Linked DNA regions of Gossypium hirsutum: regions 2, 3 and 4 are each linked to region 1. A link is a contact called in public Hi-C data. All regions are on one chromosome and are shown on one strand. The core of a region is the stretch at or near the end of the contact, and the rest is flanking DNA. Distances in the headings are between cores, read along the strand shown.

The links. A called contact is a pair of places that touch in the nucleus more often than the background predicts.
Region 2: a contact with region 1 is called in a Hi-C map of leaf, with 3 times the contacts expected there. The contact joins the promoter of LOC107918075 here to the promoter of LOC107917343 in region 1. A contact is called at or near these places in 3 of 34 Hi-C or Micro-C datasets (leaf and petal).
Region 3: a Hi-C map of leaf shows a contact between it and region 1, with 2.8 times the contacts expected there. The contact joins the promoter of LOC107918076 here to the promoter of LOC107917343 in region 1. A contact is called at or near these places in 5 of 34 Hi-C or Micro-C datasets (callus, leaf and petal).
Region 4: a contact with region 1 is called in a Hi-C map of leaf, with 3 times the contacts expected there. The contact joins the enhancer-like site here to the promoter of LOC107917343 in region 1. A contact is called at or near these places in 8 of 34 Hi-C or Micro-C datasets (anther, callus, fibers and 2 more).

Annotation. Positions count from the first base shown.
Region 1 is chrA01:28,170,692-28,174,108 of Gossypium_hirsutum_v2.1, forward strand. LOC107917343 reads left to right here and starts at 1,715. Exons shown (of 4, transcript XM_016846700.1): 1 at 1,715-1,769; 2 at 2,006-2,092; 3 at 2,182-2,491; 4 at 3,078-3,399. The coding sequence starts at 1,715. The coding sequence ends at 3,399.
Region 2 is chrA01:27,706,438-27,709,854 of Gossypium_hirsutum_v2.1, forward strand. LOC107918075 (F-box protein At1g47056) reads left to right here and starts at 1,785. Exons shown (of 1, transcript XM_016847579.2): 1 at 1,785-3,417. The coding sequence starts at 2,254.
Region 3 is chrA01:27,739,032-27,742,448 of Gossypium_hirsutum_v2.1, forward strand. It overlaps LOC107918076 (cysteine proteinase RD21A), which reads right to left and starts at 1,503. Exons shown (of 5, transcript XM_016847580.2): 1 at 644-1,503. The coding sequence starts at 1,118.
Region 4 is chrA01:27,799,246-27,802,662 of Gossypium_hirsutum_v2.1, forward strand. No RefSeq gene overlaps it. Among protein-coding and RNA genes, the nearest start is that of LOC121206676, 16 kb to the left of the region's middle. Within about 2 kb of position 1,751, at least 3 of the 9 cell types and tissues checked have an H3K27ac peak or open chromatin away from gene starts, as enhancers often do. A contact at or near this core is called in leaf, where this site is marked.

The DNA of each region.
Region 1 (3,417 bases), core at 465-2,964:
TGAGTTCAACCTATCTCTCTTTTGGTTGCGGGTTTATAACATCCTATTGGAAGCTATGATCATCAAATAGCATTAGATATAGGTAAAGTTATAGGAGAGCTGGTGGCCATTGACTGGAAAGACAAAAATAAAGGATGGACTAAATTCATAAAGATGAAGTTAAAAAATAATATGTTAAACCCCTTACGGAGGGTAATGAAGCTAGTGGGAAAAGATGGGGTGGGAACTATATGTATGCTCAAGTATGAGAGATTACTGGATTTTTGCTACTATTGTGGATTGATTGGCCATAAAATAAAAAAGTGCAAAACTAGGGATGGAACTTCCAATTTAGATATTTTAGATTTCCAATATGGAAGCTGGTTAAGGGTTAATATTGTAGTTTTGAACCAAGATAGAGGTATATGGTGAAACAGCATTGAAATAATGGCAAACAAAGAACCCCTGAATGAGGATAAAGAGGAAAGTAAAATGGATACAGGGGATAACAGTGGGAAAATGATACAAAAAGAAAAAGGAAAAGGATGTAAAGAAGTCTCAGTATCTAATTTTTCAGTGGAAAAAAGAAATAATAAATATGGGCAGGATGAACTGGGAAGGTTTAAAAGCAAAAGGAAGAGACAAAAGGGATTAAATGGAGACAACACAGATGAGAGTCAATCTAAGATCGTGAAAAGGAGATTGCTGAAAAAGATTACACCATGCAAGGCAGTGGCTGGCGACCAGCCCCACCAAGAGCAATGAGGATACTATGTTGGAACAGTCGTGGGATTGGGAACCTTGCGACAGTTCATGAGCTTAAGCAACTTATTGTTGCAAATGATCTCGAGATTATCTTTCTCTGTGAAACTAAAGCTAATACAAATAAATTTGTTTCTATCCGAAGCAGATGCATGATGGAAGGATGCTTGGCTGTTAATGCAATTGGAAAAAGTGGTGGTCTTGCCATGATGTGGAAAGAAAGTATAAAGGTCGAGATAAAAAACTATTCTAACAACCATATCGACTGTCTGATTCACTTGGAAAATGATAAGGTTGTTCATTTCAAGGGTTATTATGGGAATGGCGATCCCAAAAAAAGACAGAGTTCGTGGGATATGTTAAGGAAAGTAGGAAGCTCTATTAAGGAAAAATGGATCATCGGGGGAGATTTCAATGCAATTCTAGACAACGTGGAAAAAGAATGGGGAAGGAGAAAACAAAAAGCTCTTATGGATGATTTTCGAGCAATTGTGGATGAGCTTTCGTTTGTTGATCTAAAAACAAATAAAGGGTGGTTCACATGAGTTAACAATAGGGAGGGAGATGATTTGGTCAATGAAAGACTTGATCGTTTTTTAATATCTTCAGATGATGTGGCTTGTTTTCCGTTCTTGGATACTAAGGTGATTCACCAATCCTCTTCCAACCACGATGTTATTTTCTTAGACATCGAGGGTCATAAGCCGAAAGAAAGGACAAGAGATCCTAGACTCAATTTTGATACGATGTCTACTGGGCTAAAGAGAATGAAGCAAAGAATATTATCAAAAATGCATGGCAGAACGGTGTTGTGGATATCATGGAAAAAATTGAGAATATGGGTCAAGACCTGGGTGATTAGCAGTATAATAAATACAAAAAGATGCGCATTCAAATTGGTGTGTTACAATAAAAAATCAATAAAATAATTGATAGGTCTGGTTGCATGTAGGCGAGTAACAAGATTAAAGCTATGCGGTTAAAGCTTGGGAAGCTGCATGAAAACGAAGAGAAGTATTGGGCCCAACGTTTGAGAATAACTTGGCTAAAGGAAGATGATAGAAACACCCATTTTTCCACGTGAGAGCCACAAATAGAAAGAAAAAAAACAGCATTGATAGACTGAAGGACATGCATGGTCACTGGAAGGAAAATATCAAAGATATTTGTGAGGCGGCCAAGGAGTATTTTCAAAAACTTTTTGAGTGAAATTTACATGATGTTGATGTTTTAAATCTTGACTATATAAAAAATTACATTTCAGGGAAGATCAATGAAAGACTGATGAAAGAGTCCACGGATATCGAAATCAAGGAAGCTTTCAATCAAATGGACCCTAGGAAAGCCTTGGGTATTGATGCCTGTCGGGGAATTTTTTCAAAGAAAATTGGGATGTGGTGGGGGAGGATATTATAAAGCTTTGCCATGAGAGTCTTATAGGCGATAGGAGTGTGGACAGAATTAACGAAACTATTATTGATCTCATTCCTAAAATTAAAGAACCCATTGATATGACTAATTTCCGTTCGATTAGTCTTTGCAGAGTGGTGTCTAAAATCATGGCCAAGGTGCTTGTCAATCGCTTGAAAGAAACCCTGCCAAAGTGCATTAGCCAAAATCAAAGTGCCTTTGTTCCCGGAAGAATGATCTATGGCAACATTTTGATTGCTCATAAACTTGTTTATTATCTTCAAAGTGCCAATAACGGGTCCAACAAGGGTTTCATGATCAAACTTGATATGAGCAAAGCGTATGATTAAGTAGAATGAAAATTTATTGAAGAAGTTATGAATAAAATGGGCTATGCCGATGCTTGGGTGAATAGGATAATGAGTTGCGTTCGCTCGGTCCGCTATGTTGTTAAATGCAACTCAACCTTTTCGGAAACTATCATTTCGGAAAAGGCTCTTAGACAGGGGGACCCTCTCTCTCCCTTCCTTTCTTTTTTTATTTTGCATGTAAGCATTCTCTAGATTACTAATCCGAACATAGAATGGAAATAAGATTAAAGGCACTAGGGCTAGTATTAATAGGCCGCGAATAAACCACCTTTTTTCTACCGATGACGCCCTCCTCTTTATTCATAATAAAAAAGGGAAGTTGAGGAAGTATTCAATATTATAAATAAATTTACAAGGGTGTCGGGTCAAAAAATTAATAATGATAAATCTATGATTATGTTTACCTGAAAACTTTGTTGGCCCAAAGACATTATTTTGTTCTATGCTCGGTATACGCATGGTTGATACATTTGATAGCTACTTGAGGCTACCCTTAACTATTAGTAGGAAAAAGTCAATAGCTTTTACTAATGTCATTAATCGTTGCACTTGCAGGGTCAATAGCTGGTCAAAACGCCTTTTATCCTATGGTGGAAAAGAAGTTTTGCTAAAGGCCACCCTTCAGTCTATTCCAACATGTCTTTTCTGTTTTTCTCGCCCCGTTAAGAATCATAAAGGAGCTTTATTGGAAAATGGGCCAGATGTGGTGGACAAACAACGAGAAGACCCATGGTTGGGCTATGATGGCATGGGATCGGTTATGTTATCCAAAAGGGATGGGTGGAATGGGTTTTCGAGATATGCATCTTTTCAACCTGGCTCTGTTAGGAAGACAAGTTTGGAGGCTCATAAACTTCAAAGGCACTTTATATTTTAAGGTGCTTAACGCTAAGTA
Region 2 (3,417 bases), core at 535-3,034, 460 kb before region 1:
CTCTTCAACTATGTTAACTTAATTTGCAATCAGACTTATGGTTTATACATGTTCCCAACATTGAACAAGGACCTCCACCAGATTGTACTAAAATATTCTCATTATCGGATGCCTATCCACTAGAAGACTCGTTAGTAACGCTAAATATTTAGTGTTATTATTGGTTCATTGCATGGAGATGAAACATATGGGTCTCAGGTCTTTATCATTCAATTAAATAAAAAAAAGAATGTTAGCACAAAAGTAAAATTATTAATTTGATGTGATAAAAATCATCTTTTAAGTGAAGAATGATTTTGTCATCTAATGCATTCATCTCTACATTACTATGACAACAAACTACTAGAAAACACTCTATTGTTGTAGCATTTTAAGTAACATATCCTTCTTTTGATCTCAATAAGGGGGCAATCATTATAGTATGCTTCAAAATTCAAAGTTACAAATCTTGGGTATATAAGATAGTATAAAATATAGATAGAGAATATTTTAGGTTTCTATGAAAATCAAACAAGTGGAATGAATTGTTTATAGATTTTAATATTAGAGCTTTTACTATGACCTCGATAGCCATTTATGACGAGGTCTTGTTAAATTTATAATTTTTTTAGGGTAAACTACACTATTAGTCAATAAACTATGAGTAAGTTTTTCGTTTTGGTCACTTAACTAAAAAAAGTTACAATATGGTCATTGAAATATTCAGAACTTTTCATTTAAGTCATTGGACTGTTAAAATCAATACTATATGCCTTTCTTTATTTGCATTGCCTACACTAATCGAAAGCTTTCTTTCCTCTTCTCTTTTAAGGTTCATTTTTTATGAGACAACTTTGAATGTCACGAATCTGCAAATCGAAATTTAAACAACTTTTTTCTTTGATCTCCGACACTGATCGTTAAATCAACTTAGACCTAAGATATGTTCTTCTACTCGTCGATGGGTACTGATCCACTGTACTAACCATTGAATTGCCTCTTGGAGCTTGTTGGCAATATTTTTTTTTAAAGAAAAACTTAGCAACCTAATGATTTAAATGAAATCTTTCGAATGGTCCGACAACTAATGGTTTAATGACCAAAATGAAAACTTATCCCATAGTTCAGTGACTAATTTTGTGGTTTATCTAGAGGTGTTCATGGGTTGGATTGAGCTCAGGATAGGCTTAAGCATTATATTAACACACTTTATACTTGCCCAAGCTTGGCCTAGCCTGATCATGGACATAAAATTTTGCCCAAGCCTACCCATGTTGGAATTAGTTGACCTAAGCCCATTTAGGCCTGCCCATATTATTTTTAAAATATTTTTTTATTTTATTTTAATATTTAATAATTATATAATTTTTTATTTATTATAGTTTTATATATAGTCATCTTAATTTTTTATGTTTACATTATAGAAGTATTATATATTACTATATATCTAATTTTTATGTGTTACAAATTAGATAATATATAAAAACAGTATAATATAAAACATTACAAACTTGAAAAACGAATCGGGTTGAGCTTAGGCTTTGAATGTTAAGCCCGAGCAAGACCCATATTTTAAACTAACCTAAATTATTTCTTAAACTCATTTTCGAGTCTAATATTTTTACCCACACTATCCTAAATTTCGAACAAATCTTCAACTTTGGACAAGTTTAAGTTTACTTTTTTTTCAACAATTATGATTTATTTTTTAAAAATTTACAAATACTTTAATTTTTGTAAATATCATCCTTTACAAATATATAAATGGTCACAATTTAAAATTTTAAATATATTTATTTTAATACTTCTATACCAAATTCTTTAAATTTTTTTTTAAGAAAACTAAACAAATTACAAGAAAAGATAAAATATGATGCTAGAAAGAATGCATCTCCTGTGCTCAACCTCATCCAAACCAGTTCTGTTTTGCATCATCATTGACTTTTAATTTTATCCGACTTTTGACTTTCACTCCATCAGAAACCAAAATGAAGGAGTGAGCTCAAGAAAAGTATTATGAGGATGGAAACAGCATATAGAAACTTAATAGTGGGAGGCTATTTTGTTCAAAGTGAAAGACGGGCAAATAAAAATAATAAAGTCGAGAAAAAAGCCAAAATGAAATCCGATTTTGAAGTCCGTCGTTCTGGACATTTCCAAGAAGATCAAAAACAAAATAAGAGCCTGAAAACTCTTCAGTATTTCTCTACGGTTTCCCTCACCGTAACAACCCTGTGGCTGTTTTCTTTTCTTTAGTTTAGTTAGATTTTGTTGATGGGCCAATCAGTTTCGGCGGCGAAGCTAAGGAGCCGTCCAGATTGGAACCATCGCGAACGGTCAAAACCGAAATCAACGGCTCTGATCTGTCCGATGCAAGCTGAGGAAACTGAAGAGCTTGAACGAAGTAACACAGATGAATCGTCGGATTTCATCTCGGATCTTCCTGACGAGTGTTTGGCTTGTATTTTCCTGTCTCTTAGCCCCGCTGACCGAAAACGATGCTCTCTAGTTTGCCGGCAGTGGCTTCTGATTGAAGGACAGAGCCGTCACCGATTATCTCTCAACGCACAATCAGATCTGCAACCTCTCATTCCTTCTATCTTCTCTCGTTTCGATGCTGTTACGAAACTGGCTCTGAAATGTGACCGTAGATCTGTTAGCATAGGCGACGAAGCGCTTGTTCTAATCTCCGAGCGTTGCCGGAATTTGACTCGCCTTAAGCTCCGAGCTTGCCGTGACTTGACCGATGCAGGAATGTTGGCGTTCGCTAAAAACTGCAAGGGTCTAAAGAAGCTCTCCTGTGGTTCTTGCGCTTTCGGAGCCAAAGGCATGAACGCTGTGCTCGACAATTGTCCAGCACTCGAGGAACTCTCCGTGAAACGACTTCGTGGCATCACCGACGGCGCTGCAGCTGAGCCGATTGGGCCTGGGGTGGCTGCGGCGGCGTTGAAAACAATTTGCTTAAAAGAGCTTTATAATGGGCAGTGTTTTGGTCCGCTTATTATTGGTGCAAAGAATCTGAAATCTTTGAAACTTTTTAGATGCTCTGGCGATTGGGATAAGCTTTTCCCACTCATAGTGGAACGGGTCGCGGGTATGGTAGAGATCCATATGGAGCGGATCCAAGTCAGCGATGTCGGTCTTGCGGCTATCTCCAACTGTTCAAAACTAGAAATTCTTCACCTCGTTAAGACTCCCGAGTGTACAAACGCCGGACTCGGAGCTGTTGCAGAGAAATGCAACTTGTTAAGGAAGCTTCACATTGATGGATGGAAAGCAAATCGAATAGGTGACCAAGGATTAATTGCTGTTGCAAAATCTTGCACCAATTTACAAGAATTAGTTCTTATTGGTGTTAATCCCACCAAACTGAGTTTGGAAATGTTAGCTTCTAATTGTCCAAATTTAGAACGGTTAGCCTTATGCGGTAGCGATACA
Region 3 (3,417 bases), core at 253-2,752, 430 kb before region 1:
CATCTGTTCAAAATGCTCCCACTCTATAAATCCATCAAAATTTCGGACAAAATCGGATGATAAAACTGTACTTCTGAAGTCGACAAATATATTTATATATTTATATATTTTAACCTAATTAACTCAAAAAATAAGTAAATTAATCTATATATATTAAATCAAAAAATAAATCAATCTTTTTTTGTTAAATATTTTATCCTATTAAAAACTAATACCACTGAACGAATAATAATACAGTGAGTCACTTATTAGACCGAAATCAATTTTTAACTTATGAGACCGAAATCAATTTTTAAGTTACTTACTTTTACCTTATATAAGAAACCTACATATATCCAATACTCCACCTCAAAATCTGAATAACCAAACAGAACCCACAAAGCAAAGGTTTCTAAGATAAGGACAGATACAGGAACCTTCCCTGAAACATCGGAACTAAGTTATTTGTTTAATTTTTTTTTTGTTCTTTCTCTCCAGGTTTTACAGTTGGCTCAAAATAATTACAGTCTATCTGGCGGCAGAAGACATGGATAGATTCATTTGACAGAAACAAAACAAAATCATCTGAAAGTATAAGTTAAAATGCTAGTTTTCAGACAGACAAGAGAAGCATCCATAAAAGAAAATTGAGAGAGAAACTTACCGCAACTTCCTTGATCTTTGACTTCAGCGACAGCCCCTTTTTCCCTCCAATCAACGGAATCGGGCAACTTTTGGCCGAGAAGCGGGGCGTATCGGTCACTGGCCTTGGAAACTTTCCGGTTGGGTTTCTTGATTCCCAAGTAGATGGCTCGGTACTCCTCGTTGGTAAGATCAGCAAAGCGGTTCAAACCAACCTTAAAACTGTGACTCTCATCGGCGTTATGTTCATCGATGAACCTAAGGTTATCCTTAAAAATCTGGAGCCTCCTCTCTTTCTCACCCAAACCGTTGTATGTTTTTCCATGCTTTACAAGCCACTCCTCGTACATGGCCATAACTTCGTCGTCTGTTCTCCAACTAGACGTTGACTTGTCGGGATGGGCTTCATCGTAGGATATAATGGACATGTCGGAAGCTGATGATAAAGTGAACATCATCAGCAAAAGCATAGCCATAACCGATCCCTGAGAACCCATCTTGTCTGAGAAAAAGAAAAAGGAGAAAAGGAATAGGATTTTGAATGTGTGGGGGAGAAGAAAGGCGAGAGACAGTAGGCTTATAAAGAAAAAAAGAAGATTAATGGTAGTAACCCAATGTGAAACTTGGTAAATTCAGTGTATTCCCCTAGTTGGAAAAATAAATTAATAAACAATTAAAATACGATAAAATGGGGGTGATAACAGTACAGCGGAGAAGCATGTGGATGCGATTTGATAGGTAGAGCAAAGAGAAAGAGCAGCCCAGCCCACGAAGATAGGAGCTTTTGTAAATAATTCAGACAGTTGCACAACCTTTTAAGGGGAGAGTGAGTTGGCACGTTAAACTTGAAATTGATCGCCAAACTTTGGGTGATTTTGGATTGGCCACGCAGGTTAACTTTCAACTCTATAAAGTCCAAACCTTAACCTCAATCAATACCATTAATAAGAGTTGTTGTTATACCTCAATCACAGTAATTCTAAAAAAAATTATATTTAAAATAAGATATATTATTTAATTTTTAAAAAATAATATATATAATTAAATTTAAAAAATTAATTTAATTTTAAATTTATTATTCAATTAAAGTTTTATGTTTTTTTTATATAATTTTAATTTCATTATGCAATCTATGATAATGGGAAAGTTTTTTTAGTGTATAATATTTTACTAAATTTTATTATACTGATAAAAACTAATGTTAAAATTATATTCATAAAAAATTTAATAATTGAGTTATAAATAAAACTTTCACAATATTTTTATTTTTATTTGGTTTAGTTAAATATTTAATATAAAAATAACATTAATTAGATTAATATTTATTATTATTTTAAAAAAATAAATTTTAAGTAATTTTCCTAATAATATTACCAATAGAAGTGTTTTGTTTTAGATAATATTTGGAAAATAGAGAAAAAAAAAAGGTTTGGCACCCTTGAGAAAAACTTTGAAGACCACAAAAGATATATGTGTTTGGATTGAAGTTGTAAAAGTGTAGGACCCAATGGAAGTTGGGGAATATATATATATATATGCATCAACAATTTAGGTGCTGACCTCCCCACATTTCACTTTCAATATTAGATGATAGGATAGGCGCCCCAATTGTGGAGTCATTCACGCCTTCTCTATTTCTTCAGCAATTAAACGACTTCCATCAAAATATCTTTTACGAAACATTAGATTTTTTTTATATTAATAATTTTTTATTTTATTTTCAGTAATAATGCTTCATCGTTAGGAAAAAAGGAATATAATTTCTGGGTATTTGAAAAGTAAAATAATATGGTGACATTGACCCCAAAAGTGATATGGCATAGGATGTTGTTGTACCCATATAATTGATTAGGACGGAGACAAGCAACTTAAATTTGGACTGTTTTATCAAAGAATCCAACCAATTTGCTTATTATCATATCATTGATTTCCTTAATTTATGCTGCTATGGCCAATATATCCTATATAAATCAACTACAACAATATTCATTAAATTAAGGCTAAGTTTTTTATTTTTGTCATTTAACTATCAAATATCAAATGTTATAATATAGTCATTCACGTTATTACTGAAGTGATTAATTTAATCATTAAATTACACGTCTGATCTTATGTTGAATAATTTAAAATGAAAATTTTAAAGAAAAATTGATGTTGTAAAAGTGGCTGTTATAAAATATTGATTATGAGGTTTTTAAAGTTTTTACAAAAGTTATATCTTTCACTGTTTTTCTTCTTCTTTTTTTTTTCAGTTTTAACATATATTTTTTTTTAGTTTTTACTTTTAGAAGTGTTGGAAAATATAAAACTGACAATTTGGTGCTAGATGGAATGCCTACTCTCCTAACCACCAAATTTATATAGAGACGAATTTCATATTTAAAGTGTTGGCATTTTATTAAACAAATTTTTTAGGCTATGTTGATTATAAGGTTGATATTTAACCCATTATAAAAGATCATATTATATGGGAATCTTATATTGCTGATTGAATTGATTCGAAATTACCCAAGACAATCCCTTGAATCATGGACTTTGGATTGGATCATGATTCTGGTTGTTGAGTTATTAAGAGTCTATTTTTATAGTTTCTATTATTATAATATATTAAACTTATTTTATTGTTGTTTTAGTGAGATTGGGATATATCTTCATATGTAAGCAAGTTTTAAAACAAAGCATAGCTATTTTTTTTCTCCAATTTCGAAAAAGGACCAAGAAGAAATATGATAGCATTGTTTTCTAATTGACTATTTACCTAATTGCCCTTGATTAAAATCATACAAAACTCAATAT
Region 4 (3,417 bases), core at 501-3,000, 370 kb before region 1:
CGGTTGTCGGTATTGCCAGTTTAAAGGTCGCCTCTTTCACCTTTTTTCTTCTTCTTTGCTTCTCTGTTCTCTTATTTTTTTGAATCGTTTCGGCTACTGGTATTGTCAGTTTGATGGATTTGGTATTTAGGTTTGACTTTTGGTAATAGGGACTTTTGAATCATTAGGTTGGTGTGGTGAGAATGATGAAACAAAGTAGATGGTGCTGGTGGTGGTTTTAGGGTGATGGTTGAGTAATAATGGTACGATGAAAGATCAAAGGAAGTGGTAAAGCTTGGGAGCAAGCTATGGTAGGGTGAATGGAGTAATAATATGCATTTGTATAATATTTTTATCAAAACATTTATAAAATTAATATTAAAAATAAATAAACAATATAGAAATTATTATTTAATTATATTTTTCATTATTAGTAATTATTTAATTTAATGCAAAATATAATTTAATTTAAATATTTTTACAATATATTATTAATATACTTAAAATTTTTTTTTTTATTTTTAAAGGTAAAATTATCATTTGTGATCATTCCATATTTATTCCGCTCAACCAAACGCATAAATAAAATTACAATATTTATTTTATTCCATCCAATCAAATTATTATTATACATATTTAATTTTATTACAGTTCTATTTCATTCCTACTATTAAAATATTATTAATTCAGTGAATCAATCGTACTTTCAAGATTTTATGATTACTTTAGACAGTGAAGAAGTAGTTGAAAGGATATATTTTAAGCGTGTGATACTGAAGCCACATGTGTTAAGGAATTAGGTAAGGGTGGATGATGGGCGGAATCCTAGTAGTGACCGTATACGACAGGGAATCCCAATTTTAGTCATAACATGGAATCTCTTTCTTCACTTTATAATTTCTCGTTGTTTATTAAAGAAATTAAAATATCATTTGTCATTCTCACAATGAATCCATTTCCATTACGTCTTTGACATTCATTCCTCACCATTCACATTTCATTTATTTTATAATTTCTATTTTTTCTTTTACTGATCCCCAACACTTCATGTTAATACTACCTTTTTTCGAATTAATATATTTATATGTCGATTTTAAATATTTATAATATTGAATTTAATCCTAATCCTTATTTATTTTATCATTTTGATCTTCTATATTTTTAATTAAATTATTTTTTTAATGTAAAAATTAATTGAATTATTAAAATTTTAATGATAAGAATGTGATACCTTCTGTGGTGATTTATATGTATTTCATTACTAATATGGATAATTTTAAAAATCTTTTATTTATTTTTTTTATTTTAAATATTTTAAATTTTTATAAAATATATAAGAATTATTACACACGTGTCATGTTAATGATATTACAATTTTAATAATGATATTAATATATAAGAATTATGCTGAAATTTGTTGGATGTGTATGCTATATTTGTTAATAATAATCACAACTACCACTTAACAATGAAGATTCTTTTTTTTGTTATTTCTTGAAGCAATTTGGCAACTCAAATTGTTTAACCTAACCCAGCAATTGACACTGAAAAATATCCAAACTAGCCATATAAGAAGACAATGAAGATTTCTATGCCACCATGGGCTTGAATTTCATGCTCATTTGCCTTTACTAATTTTACCCAATATGTAAGGTATTTTCCTACATCAATAAGTGGGCGGTTGCGACTTTGACAAATATGTAAGTAGGTATTGTACTGATTCACTATTAACCCACAAATTTCTCTTTTGTTTAGAGAAAATTTGGGCTGATTTTGTGGGGTAAAAAAAAAAAACCTGGATGCTAAAAGGATCACTTTGGTAGTCTCAAATTTGGGCTGCCTTGTTTTTGTTTTAACGTTTTCCATTGAGCTTTTCGGGAGCCAAAACCAAATGCCCAAACCAGTTTATTTTCAAAATATTTATGCTCAAATAGACCAAGTTTTTCAACAGCCTTGTGTCCTTCATTCTTTCTATATTCCAATGGGTTTCAAAAAAGTGTATATATCTTAAGGTATCCGATCTTCATAAATTGTAGTTAATTTATTTATTTTTTGAACTCCGTGATTAATATCATTAAAATATATTGATGTGACACTAATAATCAATAGATTAATGACACAAGACAATTTCATATTTTAACACAAGGTAAAAAAAAATATTAAAATTTTATTAAAAAAAATTTACATTTCAAAATGTGAGGCTGCCTCGTTTCACTAGTTTGTAGAACATTAATGCCACATCAATGTGTTTTACTAGCCTTAGTTAAATACTTAAAAAAATATCAAGTTAGCTGACAGTTTCAAAATTTAGATACCAGTTAAGTTCAATAAAAAAAATTAGGTATCAAGTAAGTATATATTGCCAAGTTCAATTATATCTACATACATTAACCTTTCAAAAAAATTTCAAACTCACTATTCTTTTAATAGTTACCCATTTTTTAAATTTATTTTTATTTAATATTTAGTAATTATATATTTTATTAATATTTTTAATTTTATGATATTTTTAAACATAAACAAGTTATCATATTTTTAATATTTACTATTTAATTTTTGTATGCTATAAATTCCATAATATTGATAAAATAACATATTATATATATAAAAATAGGTCTTAGGGGGGCTTGGGCTTTTAATATTAGTGCTTGAGCCAAGACCATAAATAAGTATAGTTTTTTTTCCAAATCTTTTTTTTATATAATATTAATATAATTGTTGCATCTACATCTTAACTAATATATAATACTTCATTTAATTTAATAAATATTTTCTTTATATTGAGAATTCTTTTTTATTTAACCTTTATTTTATGTTGTTTTTAAGAAAGAAAATTTCACTTATAATAAAAATTTCTTTTTATCGACAGATATAATGATAAAATGCATTACACTCTTAAGAAGAGAACGAGGTTCAAACCTTGAATAAAACATTGTTAAATACTCAAAAAAAATTTATTAAATTAAAAAAAACATATTTTGTTACAATAAATTAATTTTACATATTATATTTTGAATTATTCTAATTATTTTTACTCGTTATTTTTAAATTTTTAATTATATTATTTGTAAATCTTTTTTTAAAAAATATGATGTAATTTACTATATTCTAATTGTTAAACAAAATGATGTCACGTGGATGGAACTAGCATATATATTATAAAAGCAATGTTAAATTGGACTTCTATGCTTGGCAAGTGTCACAATTTATTGATAAACACCTCCTTTTTTCTTTTTCTTTTTTTTGAAAACTAACACTTCATATTTTAAGTGGAACCCTTTACCGTTTAAAGTTCAAATTATAAATTTGCATTAAATTTAATATATTTTCAAAATACTATCATTTAATAACGAATAAAAATAGCCATCAACCTTTATATCTTTTGTGAATTTAATCTTTATTTTTTTAAAAAAAATTAACCATTAACTTTTGAAAAGT